Linked DNA regions of Mus musculus: all the other regions are linked to region 1. A link is a contact called in public HiChIP or PLAC-seq and promoter capture Hi-C data. All regions are on one chromosome and are shown on one strand. Each heading gives the region's core, a stretch centred on a gene start, on an enhancer-like site or on the middle of the called end of the contact. The rest is flanking DNA. Distances are from core to core; before and after follow the strand shown.

The links. Promoter capture Hi-C pulls out the DNA fragments that hold promoters and counts their contacts. HiChIP or PLAC-seq counts read pairs in DNA pulled down with a chosen protein or histone mark.
Region 2: a contact with region 1 is called in an H3K4me3 HiChIP or PLAC-seq map of bone marrow-derived macrophages, with 2.6 times the contacts expected there. The contact joins the enhancer-like site here to the promoter of Pi4k2b in region 1. A contact is called at or near these places in 6 of 39 promoter capture datasets (the 3T3-L1 cell line, the HPC-7 cell line, cranial neural crest and 3 more), 1 of 15 datasets of contacts at CTCF or cohesin (large pre-B cells) and 12 of 115 datasets of contacts at active chromatin or transcription factors (the 230-238 cell line, acute myeloid leukemia, bone marrow-derived macrophages and 7 more).
Region 3: a contact with region 1 is called in a promoter capture Hi-C map of pre-B cells, with 4 times the contacts expected there. The contact joins the promoter of Rbpj here to the promoter of Pi4k2b in region 1. A contact is called at or near these places in 2 of 39 promoter capture datasets (liver and pre-B cells), 3 of 484 Hi-C or Micro-C datasets (LSK cells, embryonic stem cells and pre-B cells), 2 of 115 datasets of contacts at active chromatin or transcription factors (large pre-B cells and thymic regulatory T cells) and 1 of 9 other capture datasets (adipose tissue).

What each region holds. Positions count from the first base shown.
Region 1 is chr5:52,739,470-52,743,961 of GRCm38.p6, forward strand. Pi4k2b (phosphatidylinositol 4-kinase type 2 beta) reads left to right here and starts at 2,105. Exons shown (of 10, transcript NM_025951.3): 1 at 2,105-2,499. The coding sequence starts at 2,250.
Region 2 is chr5:52,144,766-52,149,065 of GRCm38.p6, forward strand. It overlaps Gm40302 (a long non-coding RNA gene), which reads left to right. Exons shown (of 3, transcript XR_868417.3): 3 at 1-2,987. Among named protein-coding and RNA genes, the nearest start is that of Mir6417, 11 kb to the left of the region's middle. Within about 2 kb of position 2,611, at least 10 of the 459 cell types and tissues checked have an H3K27ac peak or open chromatin away from gene starts, as enhancers often do. A contact at or near this core is called in bone marrow-derived macrophages, where this site is marked.
Region 3 is chr5:53,588,599-53,593,044 of GRCm38.p6, forward strand. Rbpj (recombination signal binding protein for immunoglobulin kappa J region) reads left to right here and starts at 1,888. Exons shown (of 11, transcript NM_001080927.2): 1 at 1,888-2,126. The coding sequence starts at 2,107.

The sequences.
Region 1 (4,492 bases), core at 855-3,354:
CAAAAGAAACCAAAAAACAACAACAATAAAGAAGGATGAAACAAACAAGATAAAAATTTCAAAATAGTAGGTTTAAACCCATCCATGTTATCATTATATTATATGTACATGGACTAAAAACTCCAACTGAAATATAGAGACTACCAAACTGGATTTTAAAAGTCCACACTGTAAACTATATGTGACACATAGAAAAATTAAATATAAAGACACTAATAGAATGAAGAGTGGAAAATATTTACCTAGGACGAGCAGTAAGCCTAAGAAGGGTAAAGCAGTTACTAATATCAGACAACCCGGACTTCAAAGCCAGAGAATAACTAGAGATAAGAAAAAATAGTTTAGAGTAATTGTTAAGAAGGCCAAAGCAGGACTGGCGCAGGGCTTGCTACTGATCTTGTGTTTCTTTTATTCTGCAGGACCTACAGGCTGGAAAGAGAACACTAACTTCTGCAAGTTGTTCTCTGACCTTCACACACACATGTAGTATTTTAATTCAAAATCTAAAATTACTAGGAAGTCATAAAAGCCAACTGAGCATACAAATCCACAGTAATAAGGATTGTAATAACCTCCTCTCAGTACTAGATGAAAAAGTCTGTGGTAAATGGGTAACCTGCACAACACTGGCAATACTTAAATAATAGAATCAACTGGGAGATAAAAACCATCCAACCACCATGTGGTGGTGGCGCACACCTTTAATCTCAGTGCTTGAGAGGCAGAAGCAGGTAGATCTGAGTTTAAGGCCAGCCAGGATGGCCAGGGCAACTCAGAGAAATCCCATCTTAGAAAAAAAGCAAAAACAAACAAAGAAACAAAAAGCCACTGAACTATAGAATCTATGTTCTTCATAAAACTGCACATAGAACATTTGTCCCATCCAAAAAACAACAACAATAAAGAAGGATGAAACAAACAAGATAAAAATTTCAAAATAGTAGGTGGATGGCATTACTCACAGTGGATGGGGTTCTTTCATATCAAACATTAATCAAGAAATTCCCCAAAGATATGCTCACAAACTATTCTGATGGAGCCAGTTCCTCAATGGAGTGTCCTTCTCCCCAAGAGAGTCTTTTGTATCAAGTGGACAAAAACTAACCAGCACAGTACTTAAATTTGAAAATTAATACATTTCAAAGTAGTAGATCAAAGAGGAAAATCCTAAAAGTAATTATAAACTATTATCAGCTGAGTCAAAAGTGAAGCACACTACATCAAAAACAGTGGAACCGCAGCTAAAGCAAAGCTCTGAAGGCAACTCAGCTCTAAAGGCATTATGTTTAAAAGGTAGGAACCTCCTCGATTTTTTTTTTTTTTTTTTTTTTTTGTTTTTTGTTTTTTTCGAGACAGGGTTTCTTTGTGTAGCTCTGGCTGTCCTGGAACTCACTATGTAGACCAGGCTGGCCTGGAACTCAGAAATCTGCCTGTCTCTGCCTCCCGAGTGTTGGGATTAAAGGCGTGCGCCACCACGCCCGGGTCTTCCTCGATGTTTTAATCTTTACTAAACAACTAGGAAAAGAAAAGTGAAACAGATGAGTAGTAAGAAGCAAAATAAAAATAAAAAATAAAGTCAGCGAAGTAGGGAAAAAAATTAGCACAGCCGAAATACAGCCTTTGAAAGATTTCTAAGTGTTGACACACCTTAGTTTAACTTCAGTCAAAGCAAAAGAAATCTATAAATTACCACTATCAAGAATGTCTAAACATACACTCCCGTCTCGATTTTAGTAGCAAATAAATGCATATAATGCACAGATTATGATTACAAAACTATATATTTAACATATGGACTATAGTAATAGAAGTAGCTCCCAGCCTTCATGAACTTTTAGAGAAAAGTTAGTGAAATAAATGTATATTATGTATATAGTAATAAGAGAGGACTATTTAGGTTGGAAGGGATGCACCTCCCGCGGAAATGACGCTGGTCCTGGCTTTCTGCTGGATCCACTGCAATGGCTGGCAACGCTCTGGGAGTTGAGACACAGGTGGCCATCAATGCCCTACCCCGCCCCGCCCCGCCCCACCCTCGCTTGCCCCACCCCCTGTCCTTCTGCGCAGGCGTAAGGAAGGCGTCCCGGGGCTCGAGAGGCGGGGCGTGGCCGGCGGCTGGGCGTGGCCGGCGCGGGCTGGTGGACTGGTGAGGTGGCGTCGGTGGGAGCAGTCCCCCGCGGTTTGGCGTGATGCTGGGGTCCCAGTCCGGAGCCCGGCGGCTCTGAGCGCCGGAGCCGCCCCGGGACATCATGGCGGAGGCCTGCGAGCCCACCCGCCCCTCGGAGGACGAGGACGAGGAGCGGGAGCCGCTGCTGCCTCGCGTTGCCTGGGCCCAGCCGCGGAGGGTCGCGCCCGGGAGCGCCGTGAGAATGCAGGCGGACGAGGGCGCGGATGTCCTCCGCGAGCCCGCTACCGACGAGCCGCCGGCGGTGTCCGGGGAAGGGTCGATCTCCGCGAGCTTGTCCACCGAGCTGGATCGGACCCGCACTACGAGCTCAGGTGCGACCCATGCGCGCGCGCAACCCGCCCTTCCCTGCCTCAGTTTCCTCTCACCTTTCCCTCTGTGGCAGGAGAACGGGGACCACTAAAATCTCACTCTGTAGGCTTCCCCAAAGAGTCAGTCCAAGTGGGAACCCAACACTGAGGGAAACTTCATCCAGGACTGTGACGTAAGTTGTTTGTTCAAGTTTGGACTTAAGTTCTGAATTAAGAACGCACAACGATCCAGAAAGTTCTCGTCGGAGTCATGAGTTTACAGGGCGGATGATAAGCCGAGAGATAATAGGAAGGGATGACCATTTGCCGCTGGGACAAGTTTCAAAACTTTCTATTAAATGTTGCTATTGTGACGTTAGCCAGAGGGGGCGGAGGCGGGCGAACTCCTGCCGCCAGCTCTCTGCAAAGTATATTTGCGCGCTTAAAAAGAAAAACACCTTTTCATTATCTCCTGGGCTGATTTTAAGTGGACCTTTGAAAGAGAGGCTAACTAACAATGTTTAAACTAAAAATTAAGGCATGCTATTGCAGGCCTGGGTGTCTGTGTGGTGAGTTTGGACCGGTGGAGTGGAGTGTGGCTGAAATGGAGTAGATTTGTATGAGATCCATCTGGAGTCTAGACTGGCTTTTTTTTTTTTTTTTTTTTTCCCTTTTTCTCCTACTTGATGATGATAGGATGGATCCAAAGAAGTATCATATGCACTATTCCACGAGCATCATTCCATATGACTCCTTGTGGAAAAGCCACAGGGAAGGTAGTTGTTATTAATACTGCATTTCTTAGAAGTTAAGTTTATTTGACCTACCAGTGTGCTAATGTGACTTGAAATGATTTGAACAGGGCAAGTCAAGAGTTCTAACAACTTTTATTCAAACACAAATCCTCTAAATAAGAGACCTAAAGGAAGTCGTCTCTGAAACACATTAACTACATAGGGGTCTGCCCTTACCACGACGTTAGCTGATGGATGAGTTTGCCATGCAACACTGAATAGAGCAAAGGAATGTGAAGTTTTCCACTTTCACAAATCTCTGTTCAGCCAGCTGCAGTGGACACTTTGGCCCTATCTGAGGTAGAATCTAGTCTGTGAGGTAGCTAAGATCCATATGGCTGCTACTTGCCCCAGAGTTACCTCGTGTGTTAGATTGAAATAGAGCCTTGAAATAGAGTCTTGAAAAACTTTTACTGTTTGAGTGGGTTGGATTGGTTTGTGTGTTTTCTTTGTTGTCAACACTTATATTAAGGCTAAAGTCAAAAGGACGAGAATGTGGTAGCTAAAATGCAAATGGATTATAAGAACTCTTAGCTCCTCGGTGGTGATAGCTAGGTCAGAGTTCACAGTTTAAGATGAGTTTTGACATTGGTTCTCACAGCAGCACAATGGGTGAGTTGTCGCTGACCCTCTTTGTGAAAACTGAAACTTAGTAAAACGGTAATAATGGTGGCTCCTATTCCAAGATGTTTGCACAGTCACAGATCCAGGAAGTGGTCAAGTTATGACTGAGCCACTTCTTTTCTCTTCCAGGTCCTGAACTTTGTCCGTTTTACTCTAGGAGTCTGTGTTACAAAACAACTACTGCTTTGGGGTATTATGTAGGTTCTTTTTAAAAGGATTTTTTTTTCTGACTCTTTATTCTACTTAAAGTGTTTAAAACTAGCAAAGGTTTATGATTGAATAATTTAACTACTTTTAAGTTTAATATATTAAAAGTGTCCTTTAGCTCTTTTGTCTTTTACATGCAGTTGTCATGAGAACACCTTTAAGTTTTTAGATTAGTATTGACATTTCTGGTGTTTAACTATTTTATTTATACAACCGCGAGCCTTATGTTCTTGAGCCAGTGGAGAATGTCATGCATCTCTGGTCTTTATATTAACAATGTAGTTGGCAGATTCTAGAAGTCTCCTGAACTGTAGTGCTATTAAGTCAGTATTCAGTCATTGAAACCAGTGAATGAGGCTGTAATAATACTGGTATACTAGGTGCACGTGCTG
Region 2 (4,300 bases), core at 1,361-3,860, 590 kb before region 1:
CATGCCCCTGAGGATTGCCAGATGGCTCAGAGGGTACAAGCTACTGCAGCATAGTTAAGAACCTGAGTCTCATCTCAGGACCCACATAGTAGAACTGACCCCTACAGATTGTCCCTTAACCTCTACAGGCATGCCATGGGAATAGGTGCACACACAAGTGATATATTTTTTAAAGCAAAAATAAAACTGACTTTTGTATGTGTTAATGTAAAACATTAACTAGAAAAGTAAAAATAAAAGCTGAAAAAATTATAACATGCTGGGCTTGGTTGCTACACTAGGGACATATTTTAAATTATGGCTCTCATAGACTAGCAGTAGAAAACTGCTCTGAATTTCAAATGTCCAAGTCCAGACATGGAAAAGATGGTCAGGTGACATTACCAGGATGGTTCCAAGTCACAACAACAACAACAACAACAACAAGAAGGCAGTTTGGTGTGAGCAAGTAGAAAATAAAGTTTACCATTCAAGGTTGCTTTTAGCAACAAACCTTGAGAGTAAGCATGCTCAGATGTACCCAGTGTTACTCCACTGCCACCAGCCAGAGCGCTTGTACTGAAACCGACTAGAATAAGGAAGGTAACCGCTAGCTTTACACACCCACCTTGGGCTGGAGGGAGGGACAGCTTATGGGTTAGATCACTCACTGCCAAAGTTCTTCCAAAGGACTTGGGTTCAGTTCCCAGCAACCATCACTAACTCTGAAAGGACCAGGCCCCCACACAGTGCACATGCCTTCTCATACACATTAAAAAAAAATGTAAAAACTCAAAAACACAATCCCTACTTCTTCCAACCTTTATTGTTGTGTTCACTCTTTCATGCTTACTTCCTGTGATTAGTACACCAGAATGGAAAACTAGATGGGGAGACTGGGCATGGTGGGAGACTTGTAGTCCCCGTGGCAAAAAGATTACTGTCAAGTTAGACTAGCCGAGACCAAATCTACAAAACTGCCAACACCAACTCCACCCGGTCTGTCGGGAACTAGGGCAGAGCCTGGGCATCTTTCAAAACTACTATGAGTACCACAATCCTAGAAGCATGCACCTGATCAAGGTCTGGCACTCAAGGATAACACAGTCAACACCACCACGCTGTGCACTGTAGGCGTGGCTCAACACTGATGACTAGACCAGTGACCTTTAGTTCCACTTCTTCCAAACTCAGGAAAACGCCCATCAGCCCTAGAGCTATGTGTGCTACTCAGTTCTGATCTGAAATGCTGAGTCCCCTCAACAACCATCACTACTGATTGCTTTCTGTCCTCCCACCATGCTGTGTGTTCTCTACTGCCTTCAACCTTACCTGCTGGATAAAACCTGCTACTCACAGACAACCAGTACTCTACCAAAACACACCTATCTGCCATCACATGATGACAACTGTGGGAAACTTGGGTTTCAGAGGCTTCGTCCCTAGTCTCCTTTCCATCAACTTTACAAAGCTACCAGGCGCAGACTTACATAGTGTCTCACTAGAGACACTGCTAAAGCAGCCAGCCGTCCGTGAAATCTTTTACACAAGAAAATAGAATTCCTGTACAAAGGCCCTAAGAGACGCAGGTGCACCTGTCTAAAGTTTAGTGAGTTCCTTCAAAGTCAGCTCCTTGCAGGTATAAGAAGATTAAAAATAATAATAATAAAATATACTTATTTCAAGTCCAAAGTTTCATTAGAAATGATTAAACACAGGATCTAAGTTATATAAAACACAAAGTTTTAACAATCTTATTTAGACCAAGTAGGCTTCAATACGCATTAGTACAGATCACACATTGAAAGTACACTAAAAGTAACATAACAGTATTCTCACTATCAAGAACCAGAAGTTATAAAACATTCTGAAACGGACTGACTACACAAAAATAAACATGTTTCCCTTTATGAGACTGTGGCTATTAACACTCATCAATAGTCCCCTGGATGAAATACCAGGTTCTTTGTTAAGACACTGAACACTGATATCCAAATACCCGAAAGTATGTTTTAGCTACTCATCTTGCTAACAGTTGTACAATTTAAACTGACATGCAGCTAATATTAGGCATTACATTTCTGTTGACTGACAGTCTCAGTCATCCCCTTAAACAGCCACATCTTACCCCTTAAACAGCCACATCTTAATTCATTCTGCTCTATTCAGATTTGAGTAAAACAAAATTTCTTCTTTATGTCCATTATTTCTGCAGGCATAAGCCCACTCTCACATGCTGGACTTTGTAGAGATCAGATGATTAACCTGTGCATGTTTAGAAAAATTTGTTTCCTCCTGGATATTAAAATGATTATTTGTCTAAAAATATCTCATGAGGGTCATACACACATGGGTAGTCGACATCTGAATCCCTTGGCTACCTGCCTGTTGACTCAATCTCAAACCTAAATTAGCTGGTTAGCATAAAACCAAACACTTAAGTCCAAAGCAGTTCTAACTCACAGCCTTCACTACAGTAGTCTGTTTTGTGATAGGCACTTGCTAAAATGTTGTACTTTTTGTTTTTGCCTACTGGAATTTTAAGAAAATGGGTAATTGTGAAATCAGGCAACCCAGTAGCAAAATCGTGTAGCAATTTAAAACTGGAAGCTTTCAAAGTTACACATGACTTATTGCATAATCCAAAAACCTCGATTAAGCTTCACTCAAGAGAAATAAAAAAAATGTCCACATAAAGACCCATAAATCCATGACATTATTCATAGAAATCCAAATATATTTAACTGGCAAACATAAGTACGATATGTAACGAGTAATGGATAAACACTGATAAATATATTTAAACTGGCCTAATTCCACTTCTGATCCTGTTAAAAAGGCAAAACTAAAAACAGAAAAATGCAATGGTTGATGAGAACAAAGGGAACAGTAATTTCAAGGGGCAATGAAAAAATGCTGGGTAATATGATTACTACTGTGGATCTGCCTAACTTTACAAAACTATGTACCCAAGACAAATTCTTATATGCAACCTACACTTCAATAAAGCAGAACTTTAAAAACCATGTTAGCTAGACTACTAATCATCAAAGGTTCACACTGACTTTCGCTTACTCCTCTGCCTTCTGGCTCCACTCCTGTGCCTTTAAGACTTGTCTACTTTTAACTGATCTGCCTCTGGTTCTTACTATGTTCCTTGCACCTGACTCTACAGTTCTTTGTACAAATTTTTAAAGTCAACTAGACCTTATGTTGAGACCATCCTGGATAGTACCAGTCTACCTTTCAAGATAGCCTCACACAATGCCTAGGGCTTAATTGAACAATGGTTTAGAGCATTTATAAAAGGACTAGCAGTCAGTAATGTACCTGCCAATCAAGCATAATGACCCCAGTTTGGATTCCCCAAAGCACATAAAAACACTGCCATTGTGATACTCATCATCTGTAACCCTCGCCACACAGGAGTAGAGGAGGAAGCTGGACCAACAAATGGATAGCCACAGCTCATTGACCAGACAGGCTAGGCAATCAGTGGACTGCGAGTCCAGTGAGAGACCCTGTCTCAAAACAGTAAGGTGGGGAATAAGTAGTGTAGAAGATTGGCTTCTGACACTGGCTTTTGGCCAATGCACTCATACATTTTTTTCTCCCTCCTCCTCAAAAACCTTAAAGTTGACTATCATGTGTTCTTGCATTTCTAACTTCTTAACTAGGTTCAATCTACTCTAGTCTAGGTGTGATATATAAATCTGGTGGAGTATGTCCTAGATTCAATCCACAATATTCCATCTCCAATACCTACAATCTGTTAATTGTAAATAGTGAGTCTACAACAATTTAATGAAGAAAAACCCCCAACACATAGTAATTTAAAAATAAAGTATAGGACACTTGCCAAACACTCAGATTTAAGTTCATCTTATCTATGTAACAATGAGAAGACTACCAAGGAACACTTTTGCTATTCTGAGTTCAAATGGCCTGAGACAATTCAAAGTAAAAGTCAAGTTTCCATAGCCTGGGATGATGCTTGTCTTACTGGTGGCAATACCCTTGTGTAATGGCTGCTTATGAAGCATTGTATTCACAAGTCTTAAAATGCACGTTTTTGTGATGGAACCAGTAAAAAAATTCTGAAGTGAGGCTCCCTCTCCAAGTCCTCTAATATGTATTATATACAAACCATAATCAGTGTATAAATAAGTATCTACCAAGCCAGTCAATTTTACATCTCATATGGATTAAATCTGATTTTATACTAGTAAAATGCACCATCAGGTAGACACGTCCCAACAAACTCAACAATCTGAGATCAATCCCCAAGACCCAACGGTAGGATAACAATGATAGGAGTAAC
Region 3 (4,446 bases), core at 638-3,137, 850 kb after region 1:
GATGCTTGCTACAAAAGAATAGAAAGAGGAAGGAAACAAAACTGGCGTTTTAAGTCATCTGGGGGGGAGGGGAGACAGAAACTGGTATGTATGTAGGATTCCTTTAAAGGCTAGGAACAGACTAAGGGGAAGCTATTTAAATCGTGTTCTCGTACCACAATGCAAACGTTTGAGATCGCTAAGCTCAGCTTTCCCGGAGCCTTGCCGGCTCACAAAGCCATCGAAGACACTATAAAGGAAAACAAAACAAAACAAAAAACAAAACAAAAACAAAACAAACAAACAAACAAAAAAACCCCAAACCAACCATTGCTAGAATAGTTAAGGGAATCCAAACTTGTTGTAGAGCAAGTGAAGTGGAGGCCAGACTAGGTGACTCAGATGCATGACTCAAAGCCGACACGGGGCTGGCTGACAGCTCCCGGAGGCGGGGGGCACCACGTCTGTCACATTTCAGGAAAGTACCAGGCTCGGGAGGGCGACAGGAAGCCTCCCCGGCGCGTGCGTGAGTGTGCCGGGGCGGCCTCAGCCCGCCGCTCCCCGCCACGCGCCCACCGCCCCGCCCCGCCCCGCCTCGCGGGCGCCTGTCGGACCCTGCCTTCCGCGTCCCGGGAGCCGCACGGGACGAACACCTGTCGGGGCCCCGGCTCTGCGCGATGTAGGGCGCACGCCCAGCCGCCCGCGGGGTGGGTAGGAGAGCGCGTTCTCGCGAGGCTTAGGAAATTTCCCACGGCCCGTGTTGTGTCTGAGCCGAGCGGTGGAAGGCGCTCGGGAGGAGGTGTAGCGTGAGACTCCGGCTGCCCGCATTGCGCACATGCGCAGTGGCGCGAGCGCGCCGCGCCAATCCTGCGGCGCTCCGGAGCGGGTCTCGGGCGGGCTGATCCAGTTCTCCGGGTTTTTTGTGGCTCCCTGCGGGAGGCAGGCAATGCAGGAGCTGGGAAATCTCTTGGAAAGCAAAGGGCCGGGAAGGGGGGGGGGGGGGAGCAGGGAGGATCAGCAGGTAGGGGACCGGAGGGACAGGTCTCGGGCCACCACCTGCCGAGAGGTGTCCCAGGCAAGACAAGCATCGGGCGACAGCATCGGGCCACCGCCGGAGGAGCTGTTTCTAGGCAGTTACCTACACGTCTGCACCCACACCTACATCCTGCAAGCTGGCTGCTGCCATGAGTTCCCCAGGCAGTCGGAGCTGGGCGGGTAGCTCGCTCCCAAGTGCCCGGGCTTGTAGTGGTGGCTCTGGGGACAACCATTCGGGGCTCTGACGTGTGGGTGCAAAGTGAACATCGGGGGGTTAGGGGGGACACCTTTGCGCGAGGCTGACCTCGGGATGACCCCAGCTCGCATCGGGGAGAAGCGGCGAAAGGCACAGAGCTTATCCCCTAATGCTTTTCCCCTGCAGAGCTCTTGGGAAGGGTCAGCTCACGCGGCGATCACGCCTGTCTCGCCGCGTGTGCGGGTCGTGCGGGAGCAAATGAATGGAGACAGTCGCTGGCAGGTCACCGGGGACCGGGGCTCTGTCCCGATCTCCGCCGCTCCGGCACCTGATACTGAGATTAGCATAAGGGAGGTGTCCAGTGAACGTCGGAATGAATGAAAAAGGCTGGGAACCCGCGGCGAGCGGGAAGCCACTTGGAAAACACCCACTCGAGGAGGCGTCTCCTCTAGGCCTGTGAGACGCTCGCATTTTCCCAGGACCCCTCCTCCCGGCCCCGGGGCCCCGCCTCCTGACCCCTCCAGTCCCGGTCCCCGTAGTAATGCCCTCCGGTTTTCCTCAGTCTCCACGTACGTCCCCGAGGGCGCGTCCCAAAACCCGGATAACCGGAGCGCTCCCCATGGACTACTCGGAGGGCTTGTCCGCGGAGGAGCGGCCTGCGCATGCTCCATCGGCGGGGTAGGTTTCTAGGGAAAGGCAGTGAGCAGATCCCTTAGTCCGCGGGCGGCGCGAGGCGGCTGGCTCCCGGCGGCGGCGGCGGCGAAGCGGGGAAAGACGGCGCGGGGGCCGGGTGGCAGCGATCGGCGAGGCCGAGGGAAGGGGCGGGGGAGAGGAGCAGGGAAAGGCGGCGGGGGGAATCTCGCGAGGGTTGGAGTTTTGGCGAGAGTTTGTGGAAGATGGCGCCTGTTGTGACAGGGTAAGTCTGAGGGGGCAGCGAGTGCTGGGAACCGGGAAAGTTGCGGGCGTCTGACCGCCGGCGGCAGGCGGCGGGCCGGGGCCGCGCGGCGCGCCGGGGCCTCGGGAGGCGGCGCGGGGCGGCGACGCGATGGCGCGGGCCGGTGCGGGGCTCGCCCGTGCGCCGCGGTGGAGCGGGCTCCGGGCGCGTGAGGGCGGGCGGTGGCGAGGCCGGCGGCTGCGGGCGGAGTGCGGCCGGCGCGCGGGGCCGTAGGCACCGTGCCCGGCGCGCGCCCCCCTCGGCGGGCCTGGCGGGGATCCCGGCGCAGCTTTGTTCCCCGTGCGTGGCCCGCGTCGCCTGTCCTCCCAGCCGCTGCCCTGGGCGCCGGAGCGCTTTGTCTGTGTGCGCTGCCCCCCGCGATTCTGCCCCCAGCCCTTTGTTTCGCCGCCTTAGGCTCTCTGTGGGAGCCGCTGCGCGCCCCGCATCCCGTCTGCACCTCCACTCCGCCCGCTGTCCCTCCTCCCGTGCCCCTTTGTTGTATCCCTCTCTTCAGTAGCTGGGTGACCTGCCATAGCCCTGGCACCAGATTACTGCCGTTCTCTTTCTTCCATTGTCTTTCTCGTGTGTATCCCCTCTCACCTTTTTCTCTTTGGTCCTCACCCCCCCCCCCCAAGGCTTTGTCTCCCCTATGTAGTGTCTCATTCTCTTAGCATCCCCTTCCCCTCGCGTCACTGCCTGATTTATCCGCTGCCCACTGTGTCTGTCTGTTGAACTGTCTCAACCCCGGGGACTCCATCTGGTGCTTCTAAGTGCGCACAGACTCTAGGGTTTGCTTTTGTTGTTTGAGTCTGGGAGATGCTTGAGATACTTAAGTTTGCTCCTTCCGCGCCCCTCCTTTCTTCCTTCGCACCCATTTCTCTCGGGATCACACCCCTACCCACCCCTATGCGCCCCTCTCTTGGGATTAAAACGACCCCACTTTTCTTTGCCATCTTTCTGGGCCCGTGATTGTTTTGCTTGGTAAGAGTAGCGCTGGAAAAGGATCTCGATTTCTTGATGGTTATTGCCGTCCCCATCATTGGCTTCTGACGGCCCCAGGCCAAGGGCATCCGCAGTAGCCTTGCACCTGGGTTACCTGAGGGCTAATGGAAGGGTATATTTTAAGACTGTTAGAAGTAGGCTCAAAGGTACTTCCCACCCCCCCACCCCACCCCCTGTTGGTGATGGAGAATAGTTTCAGATATTCGCAGTGGATGTGCGTTTGATGTGAATAGGAGGTGAGTGAATTTTGATGTTGTAAACTTGTGAATGTTGGGCTGATGAAGTTTATCTTTTTTTTTTTCCCCTGGAATTTGTATCTACAGTTTTAATGACTTTTCGGAGACATCTGGCTTGGGAATTTGATCAATGGCTTGCTTCTTCATAATTTAAATGAGTTTACCATTTATGGTTGTTTGAATTTGCAGTTTGAGTGTGTAGTTTGTGATTTTTACTTCTGTGGATGTGTGGCAACTCCTATTCCGACGTTGGGAATCAGGTGCCAAAGAGCAGAGTGTAGTTTTGGTTTGATGAATACTGCTTTGAGGATCTTTGTGGGATACATTAATTACGGGCAGTCTAAAGACTGGTAGCTTTCAGTTTGGTTATCTTAAAAGGTACTTCCTTATGTTACTTGAGCATTAAGTTGTTTTCAGCTCTTATTGTTATGGTAATGTTAAAAGCTTGGGTGAAGTCTGGGGGTGTGGTGTAGGATATTGTATACTAATGGCCTGAATTACTGCATCAGGGTTGAAATAATTTAGGGTTGTAAATACTGAATGTATTGTTCAGAAATATTCTTCCACTAGTTGATCACTACTTTTAGAAGATACATTACCCTTAAAGTCATATGCAGCTTCTTCTCTATATAAAGTTGTACACAAAGAGTTGTTGAGGACATAGAAGATGAGGTCTAAGGAATGTTGGCACTTTGGAAAGCTTTTTAAAAACGTGGTTATTAGAATTTATAGGCGGAATACTTGCAGTATAAGGCACACTTTATGAACATACATGAAATTGTGAGAATTTGCATTTGTTTCATACTTAGTGCATAACTCGAGGCTAAAATTGGGCACACTGGTTCTGATCGTGAGCACAGTGCAAATTCTGTATAGTAATGCAATGTAGTTTGTTCTGATTTATGCATTTGAGAACGATCACAAAGACATCATAAAGTTAGCTTCACAACTTGAGGGGGTTGTTTCTAAGCATGTGAGACTTTTATACTTTCAGCCCAAAGGCTAGGAGTGAAATAAAAATGGTGCCTTAACTTAGACAGTGGGCATTTGGAAATATAATGAAC